Regions from separate parts of the Oncorhynchus mykiss genome. Here region 2 is linked to region 1. A link is a contact called in public Hi-C data. All regions are on one chromosome and are shown on one strand. The core of a region is the stretch at or near the end of the contact, and the rest is flanking DNA. Distances in the headings are between cores, read along the strand shown. Region 1 holds the start of LOC110526363 (AT-rich interactive domain-containing protein 3B). Region 2 overlaps LOC110526363 (AT-rich interactive domain-containing protein 3B).

The links. Hi-C and Micro-C count contacts between places; a contact is called where the count stands out from the background.
Region 2: a Hi-C map of liver shows a contact between it and region 1, with 4 times the contacts expected there. A contact is called at or near these places in 2 of 3 Hi-C or Micro-C datasets (blood and liver).

The regions. Positions count from the first base shown.
Region 1 is chr6:65,438,830-65,443,240 of USDA_OmykA_1.1, reverse strand. LOC110526363 (AT-rich interactive domain-containing protein 3B) reads right to left here and starts at 2,149. Exons shown (of 9, transcript XM_021607268.2): 1 at 1,065-2,149. The coding sequence starts at 1,100. LOC110526360 (protein FAM219B) reads right to left here. Exons shown (of 6, transcript XM_021607265.2): 6 at 2,343-4,411. The coding sequence ends at 4,275.
Region 2 is chr6:65,519,738-65,523,861 of USDA_OmykA_1.1, reverse strand. It overlaps LOC110526363 (AT-rich interactive domain-containing protein 3B), which reads right to left. Exons shown (of 9, transcript XM_021607268.2): 9 at 2,264-4,124. Among protein-coding and RNA genes, the nearest start is that of LOC110526361, 25 kb to the left of the region's middle.

The DNA of each region.
Region 1 (4,411 bases), core at 900-3,399:
CACAATAGATGAGGGAAAGGCTAATTGGTATTGAGAAAGGGGGAGAAGATAGGCAAAATACTGTCGATAAACAAAAAAGTTGACTGCACGGAAGATATTGTATGGTATGCAATAGCTGGTGCTACACGTGATTGTATTTAAAAGCACAGTAGTAAAATGCAGGACACATTTGTACAGAAGTGTAGCGACAGGCAAATTACACACTGTTCAACACAGCTGCACATAATACAGAAGTTACAAGACCACGTTTCGTCCTGTAGATAGATCTACAGCATATTGCATTTATGCTTCTTATTTCAAAAAATGAATTCGAGTTAACGCATAACAATCAATTGAAATAGATATGCATCACTTTAAGAATGAGCCAGAACAATATAAACCGAATACGATTTTGACAGAAACATCTGTAACAATAACAACTTAGAAAAAATGGTGAAACATGTTGCCTCGAACAGTTGTTTCTCATCAAAAAATATACAATTTAGCTTCAATCCGAAACAAGAACCAACCCAGATGTATACTACATTCAAAATGAGATGATTGATATGGTTAAAGTTTGAATATAATTTTTTTATCCAAAACACATAGGCCTACAGCCTCTTCTTTCCTATTCGTGCAGTATGTCAAAATTAGCTTTCAGGGTGTATATGGCGAGGCTCCAGCAAACGTACATGAATGAGTAAACAGCGTATAGTATAATATCTGACTAGTTTGTAGGCTACGCACATAGAAAAAAGTATATGTATCTAAATGATATATTAGGGGCGCAGATACAGTGCATGAAAATATGCATTTGATCTATTTTATTGGGTTTTTCACGATACATTATAAATAGTCGGATTTACAACTGTAATTAAAACAGGAAATTGGCAATGACGTACGCTAAACTATCAAAACCAAACAGTAATAAGGATTTCAATAAGGAAAAAAAGTGTTACATTTGATAGCCTCGTGCTTTTAGCCTACATTGCACTGCAAATAAAATGTTCGCTACCTCGCTCCTATGCTATGACACAACCGAGACCTAGCCAGGGCACAGCGCCAAACAGTGGGAAACAACTCACCATTTGTGCCTTGCTGCTACCGGAATTGTCCACCATCCCTCCTTGGTTATCTTTTTCCCTCTTCGCTGGCACGGTTTCAATCACTTGTAAACACAGAGAATTTGTGCATGCACGGGGGGGGGGGTCACATTTGTCCACCAGCTGATAGGCGGAATGTTGGCTGTGTAACTCTCAATTGTATCTTTCTCCACTTCTTTTTTTAATTTAGCGAAAGACGGACATGAAATATGTCCCGATCTCATATCTCGAAAGCTTGCCGTTGAGGTAACTCCCTTGACTCGATTTTCCTTCACTTGAATTACACCCCCCGTCTAGGCGTACAACATCATTAGGGCCCGCCCAGTGACAGCAACAAGTTCCAGAGTTCCAGCGCAGCGTTGGCTGAATAGTTACTATGCGTATGCAAATCTCATGAGAATGGCAATTTTATGAGAATGGCAATACTTGTCACAGTCCATACAAACTAGAGCCTATTAAATAGTACATAATAGATCCCGTGCCGTTATGCGGACAGGCTTTTTCCCTCAGTACAATTACATTTAACATGTGGATAACTTGCCTGTTGAATAATTAGCCAGGTGGGAGGCCAGCCCTACATTTTTGGCAAACAATGATAATGCAAAGTTTAAATTATTTAATGCAATTCCCAGATAAAAATGAGTCCGATGAGCAGTGAGCTATAAAATAGCCTATAGTGGTGCATATAGTGGTGCATGTACGTATACGCAAGTAATGATAGTCAATTGGCTACTTCCCTCGACATTATATTATATTTTGACAACTCAATTCTGCCCCCAAATGGATGTGGATGGTAATGCTCTGGTCAGGTACTATGGCCCCACTGTCTGTTCTTTACGTTCAGTTAACGATCTATTTATTCCACAGAGCGTCGACTGGCTGTGGGTTTTCGCTCCTCCCGTGTTTTTGATTATGGAATGATGTAGTAAAGAACTCCCCTTACCTGGTTGTCTAGGTCTTACTCGAAAGGATAAACCAGCAGACCAGTTTTGATCTAATCCAACCAACCTGCTTTATCAAGTTGTCTTTCCAATATTTACCTGTTTTTTTTTTAACTAGGCAAGTCAAGGTAAGGTAAGGTAAGAACAAATTCTTATTTTCACTGCCTTGTTCAGAACGACAGATTTTTACCTTGTCGGCTCAGGGATTCGATCTTGCAAACTTTCGGTTACTAGTACAACGCTCTAGGCTACCTGCCGACCCGTAATATACCAGAACAACATAAACATATTCTGCTTCCTCAACGCTGTACATCCAAACTCTTCTACATAACAAATATTTATTTGTAGCACAGGAGCGAGGTAGCGAACATTTTAACAAATATTTGACAGAGATTAGATTGGTAGCTCTCTGAATTCTGTGAGAATAACTTTCAATGGTGTAACATCCCCTCCAGCAAACCAGAAGAAAATTACAAAAGGACATGTGTATATTAATTAATTATATTGAATATAGCAAAAACAATATTTATAATCAAATAAAAATAGTGTTCCCTTTACATAATAATATTTCAAGTTAATGCATTTAGCACTCAGTAACACTTGGTATATTGTTTTAACTAGGATAAGGAAGCAGATTGTCCCATTAGTTGCATAGTACAGGCTAGTACAGGCTAGTGCAGTGTACTGGCTACTGACTGCACCGGATGGTGATGAATCCAATATTTATCTTAGTGATCTCTAGTGACACAGGTCAAGCACTCAATGGCTGCGTTTAAACAGGCAGCCCAATTCTGATATTCTTTCTACTAAATTGGTCTTTTGACCAATCATGCCAGATCTCTCCAGTCAGCTCTTTTTCAAAGCTGATGTGATTGGTCAAAGACCAATTAGTGAAAAATATCAGAATTGGGTCGCTTGTGTAAACGCAGCCAGACCAACACACACTTCCACATTAGGTCTGCACTAGCAAACACACTTATCTTTAGCCACACATGTAAGGGCTTGAGTGATGAGAATCACCCATTCTAATGCTTGACAACACAGACAGAATTCTTCAAAATGTTTAGTGTACTCAATGTACTGCTTGCTTTTAAAACCAGAAGATACCAAAACACTAACATTAGGGTGGGAAACTGTACAATTTGCTGAGTGACATGCGAGAGAGAGCGAATTATCAAAATGTAACAGGCTTGTCTGTTTAGATCGCCTTCTGATATCATATGCATGTCCCTCTGAGTATCTAGTAACTACTATACATAGTAGACAGAGAGGATCAAGTGGGTTATTGTGTTGTTGTGTACAGCATTGTCAGGAGGTAGTGGTTAACCTCAGTGACACCATGGGCTGTAATGTTACTTCTAACACGCAGGACAAGATTGACCAGAGTTCTCATTGCTGTAACATTACAGTAAACAGTGCCATTTTGTAACCCTTTTACATAACTTTTTTGGGACAAAGCATTGGTAGGCAGCCTGACATAAGAGTAAGTGCTAGTATCCCTATATCTTTTAAAGCATTAATTCATATACAAGTAAACCATGTAGTGTCAAAGACACCTAAGGGTCTGAGGTTAGACCCAAGATTAATACCAGGGATTTACAACAAAAACAGGGAATTTTAGGAAGATGGATTAAAAATTCCAAATCAATGAAGCTATAGTTATGGAATGTTCAGGTTTGTTTTCAAAGGGCTTACTTTGAAAAAAAGTGAATTGGAGCAAGACAAGCTTGCAGAAAAAGCTTTAGCCTTCAAACCGCTCTAGGACATTTGCTGTATGCATATTACCTTGCATATAAATGTTATATGTTTAAATAGACCTGGGAGTGATATGTCAAAGAGGACAACAAGACAGTGACCTTCTCCATCAGGTGAATGAGTGTAGTGCATGTCTAGAGATGAATCACCCTGCACCTGTCTATTGAGAGGGGATGCAACGTGGTTAGCATTTAATCTAGTTCCAAAATAACACAGAGGTCAACCTTTGGGGTGACAGAGAGCCCTGCTTGGACAGTGGCTAAGGCTTTGGATGACTTCAGTCCATGCTTAAGGTTAGTTAGGGTGTAGAGAGCACTGCAAAAACAGTGGCTAGCCATTTAAAGTGTTAGGGGGGTTCCATGCTTAGACAGTGGTAGGGTTTGGGTAACGGGAGGCCTTGCTCGACTTAAACAGTGGCTAAGGTCAGGGTAACAGAGGTCCAGTCTTTAAACACAGAGCTGCAGGGTCAGCCAGGTCACAGCACTAAGTGCCCTCCTCACTGCACGGAGCACGACGGGTCCTCAGCGCAGCAGCAGGCTGAGGAACCCATGGCTTTAGGGGGAATGAGGTCCAGGTCCTCGTCGTCAGGGATCTCATCCAGCCGGTATCCATCCTGCAGCAGCTGCCTGCTCA
Region 2 (4,124 bases), core at 717-3,216, 81 kb before region 1:
CAAGTGCTGAAATTTCTAAACGGTTCACTCGATATAGATGAAAACACACTAAAATTAAATCTGACCGTCTGCACTTTAAAGTAGTCAAAAGTTTCGTATTTGGTCCCATATACTGTACAAAATTGTTGGATGCATTTGCTGTTTGTTTTGGTTGTGTTCCAGATTATTTTGTGCCCAATAGAAATGAATGATAAATAATGCATTGTGTCATTTTTGGAGTCACCTTTTTTTGTAAATAAGAATAGAATATGTGTCTAAACACTTCTACATTAATGTGGATGCTACCATGATTACGGACTGTCCTGAATGAATTGTTAATTAAGTTAGACGCACAAATATCATAACCCCTCTCACCATTACAATAACAGGGGAGGTTAGCATTGGAGAGGCAGCTATGCGTCTATCTTTCTCACTCATCATTATTCACAATTCATTCAGGACTATCCATAATCCACATTAATGTAGAAGTGTTTGAAACATATTCTATTTTTATGTACAATAAAAGTGTCTCCAATATCCAAAGTGCTGGAGTACAGAGCCTAAACGAGAAATGTCACTGTCCCAATACTTTTGAAGCTCACTGTATGTGAAATCAAAGGGACTTATGACATGTTTGTGAAATGTTCTTGCTGTTGAAACATTGCATCACAGTAAAGTTCGTGTTAAATGAGAAAAGCCCAGGCTGTAATGATATCTCAAGGGAAAGATTGTTTTTAGATACTATTGCATGACAAATTATTGGCCTCCTTTTTGATTTTCTCTATATTTGCATATTTTTGATACTGAAAGGTATCAGATCTTCAAAACCAAATATTAAATAAAGGGAACGAGTTTATACTTATTTAATTAACAAAGTTATGCAACACCCAATTCCCCTGTATGAAAAAGTAATTGCCCCCTTACTGGTAACACAACTGGTTGTCACCTTTTAGCTGCAATGACTGCAACAAAATGCTTCCTGTAGTTGTTGATCAGTCTCACATCGCTGTGGAGGAATTTTGGCCCACTCTTGCATGAGGAACTGCTTTAACTTAGCAAAATTTGTTGGTTTTCAAGCTGCTCGTTTCAAGTCTTGCCACATCGCAATTACTTTGTCGCACGGGCATTGCGTTACATATTTCAGAAACAAAAGTATGTCATCGTTATTTGTTCACTCAGGTTCCCTTGATCTAATATTAGGTTGAGGTTGAAGATCTGGTAATCAGTAGACAAAATATGCAAAAGTAGAAAAAATTAGAAAGAGGGCTACTTTTTCACAGCACTGTATCTGTGCTATCCACACTGCTGACTTAATGCTTCCATTTCTGGTGTAACAGATGGAACGGTTTGAGTTGGAGTAAGTGAACATGAGTCAGACCATTGAGGAGTGAAAGATGAGTGTTCGGGTGGTGTGGCAAGCTACCAGGAGTCAGAGCATCTGGGGGTGGGGGGCATTTGCCTGCTGAATCATTTCCCAAACCTACATTGGCCCCGATTCTGACCATAGTTAAGCGTGCATTAATATAACATTTTTATTAAAAGTACACCGTATTTGAAGGGATGGCTTAAGAATGTACAGAAAACTCAATGAAAACAAAATGTTGGCCAGCAAGTGAGAGGGTTTTCAGCAGTTGAATTACATTTATTCCATGCACACAAGAGAACCACACCTACAAAGCCCACTATGCACCTTAAGGTAAGTCTGAATACCAACTACCGAGAAGTGTGTAGGAAAGGCGTAATTCCCCAAGTCGGAATCGGGGCCATTGTAACGAAATGACAGAAAATGTTTGAGGGTTATCCACCGATACTAACATCTAATGACACCTCTCATTGCGAGAGGCCCCTTCCGAGCAGGCTTAATCCATGCTTGAGTAACAGGCAGTTTAGGCCAGTGTAGCAAAATAGGTCTCAGCTGTCACATGGTCTTTATGGGACATTATAAGAAGTGGGGGAAGCGGTTAGTAATTAGGGAACTCCTTATGTTTTTACACTGACAAAATGTTATCAACTACCTTCCTGCACTTAGTTGTACATTTCTTGCTCTAATCTCTACGGTGCAGCTGCTGAAACACGGCTCCCCAAGTCCTGTATTATTCATGTGCCAATGAAAGTGTATATTTAAAAAAGGTCCACACAGGGATATGAGAGTAGGCCTAGTTCAATTTCACCAGCGTATTTCGCTGTCTTTTTTGTTTTTTTTCCAAATAATAGAGTTGGCCCCATGCGAAAGGAAGGACGAAGGAAATCCAAGACACACTTCACAAAAACCACACACACACACAAGATATAAAGTAAAACTTTATCATGACATACAAGTTTAAAGCCCTGAGAACCATATCTTTATATTACTAATATGAACAAAACTGAATGTGTCAATCACTTTGGAAAAGTGCTCCTCTTTTAAATACAATCAGCACAAACCAGTTTTACAAGCATTCACATCCCAATTTTGTTTTAATCAAAAGAGAAAACTATAACATCAGTAATGTTATTATTATGGACATGATAACAACCGTACAAAAATATGCACAAACCCCACAGATGTATATACGGAGCATTATACAAGCCAAAAACAACAGAATTGATAAATGAGGTATTCAATAACCACTTACATATGCACTTGTATTACACAGATCAGGTTAGATTTAAACAATTGATAATCTAATAAAATCCAAACCATCCAGGGACAAGGTTCTGCAGACTTTCAACTTCACAGTTTCCTGAGTGATGTGACCTCCTTGCCTGTAACTGATGACAAATCAAAAAGCAACAAAAACCGAACCAATCTAAAATGGCATTTAGCAAGTCACTAGAGACAGCTTTAAGGTTGTCCAAGATTTGCATTTGGATGTGTCCCTCAGTATACATGCCAATTGCATAACTTCAATACCAAATGCAACAATGACAGCAGCCCAATGCCCTGAGGTAAGAGGTCTTCAAGAGCCCACACAGACACACAATTGTAACCCACATAAGCCTGAGCTGTAAACTGAATTCCCAGTGAATGTGGTTCTAACCTGTTGCCCACCCTTGTCATGGTGTGGTCTTGGAGGACAGCACCACCTGCAGTCTCCTACATGGCGTTACATGGTTGTTACACACCCTCTAGCATATTCTGAACTTGCTCTCACACACGCTCCCTCTCTCATGCAAAGGCTGTAAGGCTACACTGTCAGACAGTCATTGACTAGACTGATTGGATAGAAAACAGACATTTCTGTTTAAAACAGCGAGAGAAACGAAAAAGGGTTTTAGTGACACCACCTAAGTGATCAAGGTAACTCGATCCATCAGAAGAAGAAAAATCAACACAAATAAATAGCATACCTTGGTTTTGAAACCAATAACATGAATGATGAATGCCTTAATGTCTGACGGAATTCATAAAGATCATGGAAATAGGTTACTCTTCAAAGGATTAAGCTTGAAGATAAAACAGTCATTCCTAGCAGAGTCATGAAAGGTTCACTGTTCTCTCACAGCTGATTAAGGCAGCAACTACATCTTTCACCTTTATTAAATGTGGACATAATATTTCATTGAGGGATTGCAGGTCTCTCTTCAGTCATTGTATATATGTTGTGGAGGTCCTGTAATCCTGACCGGTGGTCTGCGCCACAAAAGCCAACAAATAACAGCTAAAACACAGCTTACTAGGGAAGCAGGTAGCCTAGTGGTTAGAGCGTTGTGCCAGTAACCGAAAGGTTGCTAGATCGAATGCCCGAGCTGACAAGATAAAAATCTGTTTTGCCCCTGAACAAGGCAGTTAAACCCACTGTTCCTAGGCCGTCATTGTAAATAAGAATTTGTTCTTAACCGACTTGCCTAGTTAAATAAAGGTTCAATTTAAAAAAAGAAGGCAACAAGGCTGCCCACCTCAGAGATAAGGGGGTAAAAGGTTTAGAAACAGTTAAACGCCTCACATTCAACACAGATAATGCTAGAAATTAATTGAATCCAAATCATGTTCTATTAAAAATGCTGAGAAATTACCTGAACAGTATGAGAATGGAAATACTGTAACAGTGGATGTGTCGGAGGAATTTGGGAGGCCTGAACTTTGAATTGAGACAGAGAAACCAGTTGGAGAAACAGCTACCCTTTCTCAGTCTTATTCAATGTAGAGGTTAGGTCGAAGGGCT